Regions from separate parts of the Sus scrofa genome. Here region 2 is linked to region 1. A link is a contact called in public HiChIP or PLAC-seq data. All regions are on one chromosome and are shown on one strand. The core of a region is the stretch at or near the end of the contact, and the rest is flanking DNA. Distances in the headings are between cores, read along the strand shown. Region 1 holds the start of SCO2 (SCO cytochrome oxidase deficient homolog 2 (yeast)). Region 2 holds the start of TRABD (traB domain-containing protein).

Evidence for each region. HiChIP or PLAC-seq counts read pairs in DNA pulled down with a chosen protein or histone mark.
Region 2: an H3K27ac HiChIP or PLAC-seq map of alveolar macrophages shows a contact between it and region 1. The contact joins the promoter of TRABD here to the promoter of SCO2 in region 1. A contact is called at or near these places in 2 of 5 promoter capture datasets (fetal liver and liver) and 1 of 2 datasets of contacts at active chromatin or transcription factors (alveolar macrophages).

Annotation. Positions count from the first base shown.
Region 1 is chr5:215,961-222,147 of Sscrofa11.1, forward strand. SCO2 (SCO cytochrome oxidase deficient homolog 2 (yeast)) reads left to right here and starts at 4,841. Exons shown (of 2, transcript NM_001206377.1): 1 at 4,841-5,119; 2 at 5,868-6,187. The coding sequence starts at 5,881. It overlaps ODF3B (outer dense fiber of sperm tails 3B), which reads left to right and starts at 106. Exons shown (of 7, transcript NM_001206375.1): 1 at 106-121; 2 at 510-646; 3 at 736-939; 4 at 1,196-1,300; 5 at 1,386-1,507; 6 at 1,599-1,739; 7 at 1,882-2,012. The coding sequence starts at 538. The coding sequence ends at 1,962.
Region 2 is chr5:491,924-497,856 of Sscrofa11.1, forward strand. TRABD (traB domain-containing protein) reads right to left here and starts at 2,651. Exons shown (of 10, transcript XM_021091341.1): 1 at 2,554-2,651. It overlaps PANX2 (pannexin-2), which reads right to left. Exons shown (of 3, transcript XM_003126779.4): 3 at 5,457-5,933.

The DNA.
Region 1 (6,187 bases), core at 3,591-6,090:
AGCAGTCAGTCCCGTTGCCAGGAGGCGGAACCCGGACACAATGGGGTCTGGGACTTGGGCCCGGGAGGGGCAGGAATCCAGACACCCCACCCTGCCGTCCCAGCCGGGACACCAGGAGCAGGTCAGTGCATCAACTTCTCGGGCCTCCCCGGCACTAGGGCCCCCACACCAACCCCCTCGCCCGGGTATCCTCCCTCGATGTCTCTAAAATATCCGGGGTCTCCAGAACCCCAGGGAATTCCTCTCCCGTGTAGAGTTCAAACTTGGCGCGCGCATATAAACCCCTACTGAATTCCTTTTGGGGGTAGGGGACGGGACAGGGCCTCGAAGCTGGGTCCCTGTCCCGCACCCCCCTGGAGCGGAGAAAGCTGGCGTTTGTTAGCCTGGCGCCTAGGATACGCGTGGGCCCCGCCCCGGAGTCAGGCCCAGCTGGAGGGGGTTGGGGAGTGCGTCCCCGCGAGTCGGGTGGAGGGGCCCGGGCGGTCACCTTGTGTCCGCAGGTGTTGCAGGCCAGGCCGAAAGCGCTCCCACCGCGCCATGGGCTCTGACGTCTGGGTTGGCCCTTGGCGGCCGCACCGGCCCCGCGGCCCCATTGCAGCGCTCTACAGCGGCCCGGGGCCCAAGTACAAGCTGCCACCCAACACCGGTACCAGCGGCGGGCCGGGGGCGGGGGGTGGCCCGGGTCCGTCCCGGAGGGGAGCCGCCGGCGCCTGGTGATGCTGGGGCGCCCCGCAGGCTACATCCTGCACGACCCGTCGCGGCCCCGCGCCCCCGCCTTCACCTTCGGCGCGCGCCTCCCCACGCAGCAGACTTCGTGCGGCCCCGGGCCAGGCTACCTGGTGCCTGCTCGCATGACCGTGCGCGGCCGCGACGGCGCCCCTGCCTACTCCATCTTCGGCCGCCCGCGCCACACAGCGCCCTTCCTCACTCCCGGACCGGGTCAGGACCCTGGGACCCCGGCCTCCCCAACGCCGAGCTACCCCCAGGGACGCCCACTCGGGAACACCCCCCGCACACACCTAAGTCCCCCTCGAGCACCCTAACACTCCAAATTCGCCCCCCTGTCTCAGAAGAACTCCAAGCCCCACCGGGCCTTGGCAGACCGTGGTTCGAATTCCCCCTAATCCCTGGGCCCCAGCCTAGTCCCCCACCCGGCCTGCAATCCAGTTCGGCCGACACCCGAGTCCGCCCGCAGGCAGGTACTTCCCGGAGCGAGCGGGGAACGTGGCGTACCCCAGCGCGCCCCGGCACACCATCGCTCCCCGAAACTGGGGCCTCCGCGCGGAGCCGCAGACCCCAGGTGAGCCCAGGAAGGCCCTCCCAGCACCGGGAGTGGCGTGGAGACCAGCCGGTTCTCAAAGACCCACCCTCACTGGCTCCCCCAGGCCCTGGGACCTACACTGTACCGTCGCTCCTGGGCCCGCGCGTCGTCGGTAAAGTCTCCGCCCCGACTTACTCCATCTACGGCCGCAGCGCGGTGGGCAGCTTCTGCGAGGACCTCAGCAAGGTGAGGGAGGGACTGCCCGCCCTGCGCGACGAGGGGTCAGCGGTCGGCGGGCCTAGAAGCCGGACAGAGCGCCCCTGCCGCCCTCCTGCAGACCCCAGGGCCCTGCGCCTACCACGTGGTGAACCCTGGGATCTACAAGCCCCGGGCCCCCCAGTTCTCGATGCTGGCGCGGACCTCGCTCCCCCGGGGCAACACACTGAATCCCGGGCCCGCAGCCTACAACGTGGACCAGGTAGTCTGCAATTCGGGGTCAAGGATCAGAGGCGGGAGAAGGAGGTCCAGATGGGGATGGAGGGTCTGAGGTGGGAGGGTTGGGGCCCGGGAGCCTGGGGCCGGCGGCGTCTCCAGATCACCGATGTCCCCTGGGCCCACAGCCCCGGAAGCCTCGCGGCTGGAGCTTTGGGATTAGGCACTCGGACTACCTGGCCCCGATGGTGTTCGATGTGGATGACTGACCAGCCGCACGGACGCAGCCCCACAAATGTTTCTAAAAACTTCTGGAGCCAGCAACGTGTCAGCCTCTTTGTGCTCGCGGCGCCGCGCGCGGCCTAAAGGGGCAGGTGGGCGCGCCGGCCATGTCCAGAACCTCACGCTCCCGCGGGCCCTCGGGGACGGGAGGGATTAGGACAGAAGTGAGCAGGGTCGTCCCGCCCCTCCGAAGTGGCAAGTGGCGCCCGGCCCAGAACCCCGCCTGGCGGGAGGCCCCGCCCCTACTCGGCTCCAGCCCCGCGCGCTGTCCCAGAGTTCCCACCTCGTGGCCGCCCTCCTGACCGGGTGAAATTTGGCTGGGGTCTGCACAGGACGCGGACAGGGTTAGGGCAGGTTCCAGGTTCGGGGCGGGGGCGGGGGAGGGGGTCAAGTTGTCAGGTCTTGACGTGGGAGGCAGACACAGAGACAGGCAGACAGGAAACACAGACACGGGAGAGAAAGAGGGGACAGGGCCGCAGACACAGGGCAGCCACAGGTTCCAGATGTGTGTGGCAGACGGGAGTGGTGATGACCCCAATCGTCCCGGCCCCACCTGCCCCTGTCACACCTGCTGACCTCTTCCCAGCAGCTGCCTGAGCTGACCTGCCTGAAGCCAAGGGACATCAGGGGCTTCCCTGCCACGCTGGACCAGAGGCGGAAAGCTCACAAATCTGTGTGAGGTCAGGCCCAGAGATTGCCCACCCCAGGGAGGCCACAAGGCCCCAGAACTGTCACTGACACTGAGGATAGCCCACCGCTATGGGAACACCCCCTGTGCTGCCCACAACACCTTACCTGTGCCTAAAGGCCATGCTCCTGGCCATCTGGAGTGACAGCAGCACAGCAGCTGGAGTGGCCTGAAGCCTGGTGCCAGTAGCTTGAGGACAAACATGGCCCCGGGGCAGGGTCCTGGCACCTGCCCTGGCTGCCTGTGGCTGCAAGTTTAGAAGACACTTCCTCTACAGACCACAGAAGCCGGCTCCTAACCTCAAGCCTGGCCCAGACAGAGCCTCCAAAGGTGGGACCCTGGCTTCTCATCCCCCCCAGGACAGAATTGGCCCTCCCTTCCCATCAGCCACCATTAACAGAACCAAGTCATCCAGATCCCCCTTCCCCGTCAGGCCCTTTCCCCCCCACCCCGGCTCAGAACTCCCAGCGAAGAGCTAGGTTCTGCTCTCCCTCCATTCCCCCAGACTTATGTCCCCAATGACAGGTACCCATCTACTCCTACACTGACACCCCCCATCCCAAATCAGGACAGTTTCTTTTCTTTTTCTTTTTAGGCTACACTCACGGCATATGGAAGTTCCCGGGCCAGGGATCGAACCCTCGCCGCCACACAGACAATGCTGGATCCGTAACCTGCTGTGCCATAGCTGGAACTCCCAAGACATTTCTCCATTCCCACCCCAGCTGGACACCCACTATTCTACTTAGTAAATGCTTAACTTCAGCTGAAGTCCTAACCAGGGAGGGTGAGGAGAAATGTGAGGGCGGGGAGGTGGCTGTGCATGTGTACTCGGCATGCATACTTGGCCCAGCATGTACCAGAAATTAGCAGACGTGGTCTGGACACATGGAGGGCACCTTGGAGAAACTGGAGTCTATTCATGGATTCGCTGTCACTCAGCGCCCAGAGCAGGGACAGGTAGGCCACCGATTGATAATACAGCTGGGTTATTGATGACAAAAATGGCCAGAATCTCTGGAGGATCACTAAGGAAGATACTGATCAGTTATTCATGAGTCATTGGACTTTGGTCACCGTTATCAAGGGAAAAGTGATTGCTGTCAATAGGAACTTGGACAAAATAACTGGGGGCCACAGGACAGGGATCCATATCCTTGATGAGTCATTAGTGAAGACCTATCAGAATTGCGATTTTGGAATTTGTCAAGGTTGCTGATGACTCTTTGTTCAGCGTTAGTGATGGGGTCACTGGAGCCCTGAGGTGGGGAAGCTGGCCAAATGCAAGGGCTGCTGGGCAAGTGGGCTGCTGTGTCATGGGTCAGAACAGGAGGGTGGTACCTGTGGATGGAATCCTATACGCCCGGGTTGACAGCCCGTCCCTCATCACAGGTGACCTGACCCCAGACTCCAGCATCCCCCTCCCGCATGTTAAAAACCCCTGATCTCCAATCACACACAATCACAGGTGATCTGACCCAAACCCAGGATCACTGTTCCACACCACAGGGCGCCTGACAACTCACTCAAGAGGGTGACCAGACGGATGCACATGTCATCCTATCACATGGGGACTTCCATAGCCAGGTCCCCCGACCCCTCGTGACTGATCCGAGTCAGCCAGCGTTCCCCACATCTCCCAGGAAGCTTCGGGAGCTCCATCACTCCATCACTTCCAGACCCCTTAACCTCCCCCCTAAGATGGCGTGGACAGCTTGTCTGCTCTCTCGATGGACAGGAAGTAAGAGAGACACAGGCCCTGGAGCCGGCAAGAGCACTGGTGAGCACCTGTGCTGCCGGACCCGGTCACCCGTCACCAGGCTCGGTGAGGGGACAGGGAAAGGGCAGAGATCCCCTACCCGCGCCCAGCCCAGGCCCCTCCTCACTCCCCGTCCCCTCGTGCGCGCCAGTCGACACGTAGCAACGAAGCTCAGGAGGCGCGCATCCTTTCCGGTGCCCGGCACCCGGGGCCGGGCAAACTAAGACAGCAGCCAGCGTGGGGGGGGCCGCCCCAGAAAAACCCCGCCTCCCGTCACGTAGCTTCCGGCCGGCCAGCCACCTCTGGCGCATGCGCACGCGCAGCAGCCGGGCCCGCTTTACGCCCTTCCGCGCGAGCGCGGCGCCGTTGACGCATGCGCGCTGGCGTCGAGAGGGGCGGGGGCCCAGAGCTGCCTTCCGGTTCCCCTCCTCAGACTCGCGGGACGGTGCGGCGCGCTGGGGGCCCGGGAGATCCGCCTGTGCCGGCGCCCTGCAAACGTCTACAAGCTGGCTGCATTTGCAGGCCCATCTCGTACATCGCTTAGAGCGCATTTTGTAAAGGAGGAAGCTGGTACAGACAGGTTACGAGACGTGACCAAGGTCATCCAGCCCTCCCAAGTCCAGGAACCGTCGGACCGGGCGCAGGCCGGACGTTCAGAAGTCTTCGAGAGATCCTCCCAGTAGCAGCAGTCGAACAGGTGAGGGGGAGTCCTAAGATCTCCGCCTAACAAACCTCCAGGGGCCCCTGAGAGGAACGGAGGCCACCGAAGCCACAGCAGGGCGTGGGCCACGACCCCAGAGCTGCGGTGGGATGCCCAGCTGTGAAGGTGGGCTGGAGGCAAGTGGAAACCTTTTGCTACTCCAGGGTGGCTGCGGGCCCGGCAGGTTCAACGAGCGAAGGACTGGAGGGGGCGTGGAGCCCGCGGGTAACTGGAGGCTGCGGTGCGGGTGGCACCGGGTTACCGCTAAGTGCGGGGGAGGGAGCCAAAACAGCGCGGTTGAAGTGGCCTCAGAGGGAAAAGGCTGCAAAAGGGGCGGAGAAGTTGGTCTTTTGGGGGTTGAAGCGAGAGGCTCACCCACCTCCTTTCAAGAAGTAGAAGTTTATTGCAAACATAGATACGCTCAGGAACCCGGAGGAGGCAGGCGCTTGGAACGCTTCCGTCAGCTCAGACCCCCAGGTGCTGCCGAGCGCTGGGCTCGTTAGACTGAGGTTCTCCCGTTAAAGGACAGGAGGGACAGTTGTGGATGTTTGATGACGCCTAAGCTGGAGTTTGAGGTTTCAGAGGCGAAGCATGTGTGAGTGATGGCGGGGGCTGGCTGAGCAGCTGCTGACAGCAGAGCCCTCATAGGGTTGGGCCTTGAGGTGGTGGCAGGTCTCTCCAGAATGATGGACAACCCAGGAGGCCAAGGCACCTTCTGGCTTCTGACGCCTCTGCTCTTTTCCAGGAGCATCAGGTCCATGCTGGCTCGGGCACCCAAGGCTTGGCACGGGCTCTTTCTGCTCAGGCCTCTGGCCCTCCCTAGGATCCAGGGAGCTGAGGCCGGGCAGGTGAGATACCGGCTCTTAGCAAGGCAGGGCCCTGCAGAAACCGGCAAGCCAGGCCAGCCCCGGGGCCCTCGGCTGCAAACTAGGTTGCTGATCACAGCCTTGATTGGGGCTGGGCTGGGTGGAGCCTGGCTGGCCTTGAGGGCGGAGAAGGAGCAGTGGCGGCAGCAACAGCGGACAGAGGCCCTGCGCCGGGCCGCTGTGGGCCAAGGCGACTTCA
Region 2 (5,933 bases), core at 1,401-3,900, 270 kb after region 1:
CGGCACCACTGCACGCCGCGGAGACCGGCGGGCCTCAGGCGGACACCCCGGCGGGGAGAGAAACACGCCGCTTCCTAAAGCCAGGCTCCAGCGCCTACCTGCCAGCCGAGGCCTTGTGGAGCTCGCACAAAGCAGACACTCATGCCAGATCCGGGCACCCCGTCCCCTCACCCAGCGGGGAGCTGGCTCTCCGGGGAGCAGGGCCTGGGAAGACACCAGGCCAGCGGCTAGGAACGGTGCTGCGGGGGCCGGCCACGGGGGGGCCAGACCTCAGACCGCCCCCCCCGGCACTGCGTGGCCTTGGGCAGAGGCCGCTTTGACCCGCCGCCAGGGCCAGGGTGGTCGGCAGCCCCCCAGCCGTTCCACTGTCGGCACACGGCATGCCACCCTCAGATGGCACCTTGGCCCGTGCCCTCTAGACCTCGGTGGGCCTCCCTCTGCTGAAGTGTGGCCTCCTGTCCCCAGGATAGAGGGCAGAACAAAACCCAGGGCCACCTGCTTTCGGGAGACTCGCCTACGGAGAGGGCGCTCCCATCAGCCGGCTCCACACAGATGACAGAAGCAGAGGACACATGCTTCCAGGAAACAAACGCCAAACCTGAGGGAATCTGACAGCCTCAGGAGGGCCCGTCTGGCCGGCCCCCCCAGAGCACACACCCGCTCACAGGGTAGGGGGAGCCCCGGGCCGCGGCAAGGTGCTTGCGTGGGCCCAGAGAACGGTTTGCTGGCTGACCCGAGGACACCAGGTGGGCGGCAGGCCCTGGGTTCCCACCTGCCCAGCCCGGGCACAGTCCCCTCTCCTGGGTCTCACTGCCATGCACCGTAGTGTGTCCCCCTCGAAATCATATTTTGAAACCCTCACCCCAGTGGGGTGAAATCTGAAGGTGGGGACTTGGGGACATGAGCAGGGTTAGATGAGGTCATGAGGACGGGCCTGTGACGGGGTTAGAGCCTTCGGGGCAGAGGAGGGCCAGGCGCTGCCGGCCTCGAGAGGGCCCGGCAGAAGGCAGCTGTCTGCAAGCCAGGAAGAGAGCCCTCACCAGCGGTCAAGTCAGCCAGCACCTGATCTTGAACGTTCCGCCTCCAGAACTGAGAAAACAGCCTGCTGCTGAAGCCCCTGTTGGTGGCATTTTGTCAGGATCCAAGAGCGACGGAGACAGCCATTCTCTCCCTCACCGCCCCCTTAAAAATTAGGAAGCCAAAGCCTGCCTCCCAGGCCCCGGCCGGGCTTCTCACTGCTGGCCAAGAGCAACCCCCAAGGCCTGCCCAGAAAGCCAAGGGTCCCAGACCGGCCGGACTAGCGGGCCATGAGAGAAATGACTAACCGGGAGGCAGCAGCGTGTGGCCCAGGACCCTTACCCCCTACACCCCCACTTCTGAAGCCTGGGCACCTTGGCCACTGGAGACCCTCCTGGGTCTGGCAGGCCCTGCTCTATGGAGGTGTGGCAAAGGTCGGGACTGGGGCGGAGGGCACATGCCAATTCACATCTGAGCTGGACGCCTAAATGGCTCCTCGTCCAGCACACCTGGCTGACCCCCTGGAACCTGGACACGGCCCAATGCTAGGTCCCGACACTGACCTCCACCGCAGGGCACTGTGTAGGGGCCTGTCTGTCCACCATGCCCGGCCCCCTCTTGGCAGTTTTGCCCAGCAGCCTCAGACACCGCAGCATCACCGCCGTCCTGCAAGGCTGACCGCTGGCCCCAAGGCCGGGGCTCCCTCCTAGTTACACAATGAGGGGGCATCAGCAGCAAAAGCAACAGAGGCCCAGGGTCAGAGGAGCCCGCACCGGAGCGTGCTAAGGGGGCAGCCTGGACGGCTTCCTCTCCAGGGGACCCCGAAAGCCAGGAGGATTCCACCTGGAAACCACCCAGTCTCCCGAAGAGGCTGTCCTGACGCCCAAAGTCAGCCGAGGACTTCTGGGCCAGTTCCTCGTTTTCCATGTGCCTTCGCTTCCTTTCTCGGGATAGTTTCGCAAAGACGCATAGGTGAACTTTGTGGTACTTTGTGGCACGTTTAAGTTGTGTCTCAATAACGCTACTTCACAGAAACAAGGCAGGCAAAGACCTACAGGCCTTGGAAGTTTGGTCTACTTTGCCCATATGGCAGCCGTGCTTGCTCGGCTTGAAGGGCAGAGGCCTCCAGCACGTAGGGCAGGAAGCGCCCAGGGTCTCCACCGAGACCCTGCAGCCGCCGCCTGGGGAGGTGTGGACCCTCCACCGCCCCCCCGCCGCGGCTCAGGCCAGACCCCGCCCCCGGCCCCCGACTCCGACCGACTCCGCCCCCGGCCCCCGACTCCGACCGACACCGGCCCGGGTCCCCGCCCCGCGGCCCCGCCCCCCGCGTGCGCCACTCGAGCCCTTGAGCCCTCTCGACCCTTGCCGTCGACCGCCCACCCCGCGCGCACCCCTCGGAGGCCGGGGCTGACCCTCCTGGCCCGAGACCCTACGCTGGGGGCTGGCTGGTCTCCCGACCTCGACCGCGACCTGACCCCGACCCACCGGGGCCCCCGCGCGCCGCCCCCCGCCCCAGGACCGTGCCGCGCGGCGTACCGAAGCAGGGCGGCGCTCCTCAGCCGGCCTCCATGCGGCTCGTCGCCCCACCGGACGGGGCGGACCGGGGCCGCGGGGCGGGGCGGCCGGACAGGCCCGGGCCGGGGGGGGCCGGGCGGCGCGCGGCATGCCGGGAAGCGTAGTCCCGCGCGCTGTCTGTCTGCTCTTGCCGCGCGCCTGGCCCGAGCCGGCGGACTACGGTTCCCGCGGGGCAGCGCGCGAGCGGCCGCGGACTTCACTTCCCAGGAGGCCGCGCGCTAGAAGCCCCGCCCCTCCCCGCCCCGCCCCCGGCGCCTTGATCCGAGGACTCCTGTGTCGGTTACGCGGCACAGGTTCGAGTCTCAGGTCTGCCACCCGAGTTGAGACGCGCCCTAAAATTCTCTGGCCGCAGCCCCCAGTTAGTAAAAAAAAGCGTCCTCGGGGTGGCTTTGCCTGCTCTGATACAGAACCGTCAAAACTACTCAAAAAAGCGGTGATGGTGCCAGCGAGGAGCAGCGTTCGGGTCCCCAACGGCGACCATGTGGCCACCTCGAGCACCCCTTGGCCTGGCGGCTGGGGCCCGGGGAGACGTGGGCGGGGGCGGCCGGGGGAGAGGGGGCCGGGGAAGGGGCAGGGTCCGCGGTTGGTGGGAGGTGGGGGCCCTCAGGACAGCCTGTCCAGCCGGTGCCTGGTTTGGCCTTTGAGGTCAGCCCACCTGCGGTCAGAGCTGGTTCCAGGAAGGGGGCGTCTGGCCCAGACCTGGTGACCCGTGCAGGTCCTGGGCGGGTTCTCAGTCTGGCGGTGGCCCTCCTGCGGGCGGGCTGCCGTGGGCCATAGAGGCCCCCGCCCCCGTTCACTTGTGCGGGGCGGGCTCCCGCTCCCGCCCACAGGCTGGGCTGTGATCTGTTATCTAAACGGCTTTGGGCTGAAGTCGAGCAGCCAGGCCCTTGGCCCAGGCCTCTGTCCAGTTCCTGTGTGCCAGCTCAGGTCGATTCTGCCCTCCTGCCCTCCTTGGCCATTCACACAGGAGAGCGGCTGTGCGCGATTGCCAGGGACCTAGCGACAGACGGGTTGAGAAGCCCAGGTGGGGCTTGTGTGAGGACCAGAAGCCTGGATTGCAGCCTCAGCTGACGGGTGGGGTCCCAGTTCTCTGGGAGCCCCTCCTCTTGGGAAAGGTGCAGGGAAGGAGCAAGCAGATTGGGGGGGGGGTGTCAAAGGAACGTCCCATGGCACCTGCGGGGAGATGGATGCGTCTGTGGGACACTGACTCGGCCCCTTCTTTCCCAGCAAGCCAAGGCCACGGGCCAGTTCACACCCCAGAGGCCACGTGTTTGCTCCAAGGAGCAGGCCTCTGGATGAGACTGGGTCTGAAATGTCCTGCCAGGCCTTGGCTCAGGGGACAGGGCTGAGCAGAGCAGTCTCAGTGAAGACACGGGGGGTGGGGGGGCGCGCTGTGGCTGCTGTGCCCAGCGTTGCCTGGACCTGTGCCTGTGGAACTCCCATGGCCTTGAGGCCTCACCGCACAGGGTGGAGCCTCGTCCCTACATGGCTCAGGGTCATCTCTACTCTGGGCAGAACCACAGCATGTGCCCGGGTCAGGGTGGGACGGCCGGGCTGGACTCCAGCCCCACTTAGGGTATGGCAGGGGGACCTGGCAAATGCTGCTGCCTGAGGCCAGCAAGACGGGTCCCTGGGTGGGTACTGTCACCCTGCCAGCAGGGTCATCTTGGCCCCGGTGCCCGGCTCGCCGGCATAACGGAGCTGCTTGCTTGCATGGGACCAAGAGGGCTCTCGTCCAGAGCCCCTGACCGCCCCCCCACCCCTGGGTACTGTGTCCTTGGGGGCTCCTTCTCCAAGTCCTTCTGACCCAGGCCAGGCGCCTGACAACTAGGGCCACGCCCCTGCCCTGAGCTCACCGAGGTCAAGCACGCAGGCCAGTCCTGTAGCTGCTCACCCTGCAGAAACCAGGGGTTCCCTCTCCTGGCCCGGTGACTGCCTGGGGCGCCTCCCCGTGAGGCCCTAGGTGGGGCGAGCCCCCTCCTCTCTGCTCTCGCGGCCTCACCACGCCCGAGTGATGAGAAAAAAAACCACATCGGTGAGTCCCCATTGTGGCTCAGTGGTAATGAATCAGACGAGTATCCATGAGGACGTGGGTTCGATCCTTAGCCTCGCTCAGTGGGTTAAGGATCCCATGTTGTGGCTGTGGTGTAGGCTGGCAGCTGCAGCTCCGACTCGACCCCTAGTCTGGGAACCTCCATATGACACAGGTGTGACCCTAAAAAAATTAAAAAAAAAAAAGACACCCAAAACACAGATCGATGGATTGTCCCCATTCTCGGGAAGCCCAGCCCATCGAGCCGGGTTGCTCCACGGAGGCCTGCGGAGGGGCTTGGAGGAGGCCATGCCGGTCAGGAGGTCACGCTCTGATTCCTGCAAAGCACCCGCCATTGAGGCCTGCACCCCACCCGCCCCAGCCACCTGCCTCCCAGGAGCCTCTGTTCAGACTCTCGGGGTCCCCCGCCACGACCTGCAGGTGTGTGACTCCTTGGTGAAGCCCTGGGACCAGCCTCAGCCCCGCCTGCGTCCTGGGCCTGGTGAGGCAGGCGCCCTGCCCTCCATCCCAGTGGCACGAGCACCGCCAGACGGCATCAAGGGCGCCTCTCCTGGGCAACCCTCCCGAGTCCCGCCTGATCTTGCTGCCCCCCATGGACCTGGGCGCTCCCGCCCCCAGGCCTTAGACGGCGGACGGCTTCCTGAGAGGCCCACTGCAGCCCCCTGGCAGCCCGGGATGCCGGACACGCCCGTTCCGAGCGACAATGTGCTCTTGCCCGGCTGGGGATGACCGGAGGGCGGGGCCGCCTCCCAGGCCCTGCCGGTCCCCAGCACCCCACGCCGTGCAGGATGGACCACTCGGGACGCAGGGGTATCAGAATAATATTTATTGATATGCTCGGTGCTACCTTGGTAATACTGTCACGTCGTCGCCGTGGCTGAGGTAATAGGGACAGCCCCGCCCATCACCGGCCCTGGGCCCCCATGGAAGCCTGGTGGACGCCGGCCGAGCCAGGGGGCTGGAGGCCTGGAGGGGGCATGGTTATTGCGTTGGAGTCCTTCCCTCGCCGGCGCGCCGGCACCCACGCCCAGCCTCTCCTGCGCCCGCTCGCGCCCATGCTCGCACGCTTCCAGGATCACACACACATCCACTGGCACGCTGGCGCCCTCGCCCTCTTGCACACACACTCGCACACTCACGCACACACCATCCTTTGTTTTAAGTGTGTCCCAAGCCTCCTGATAATAAACAGACTCGCTGGTTACAGTAACCACAGTAAAATAAGGTACGGGTTTGTTGGGTACGCGGAGAAAGTGCACGTTGCTCTCGGACTGGAGCACGGACCCCA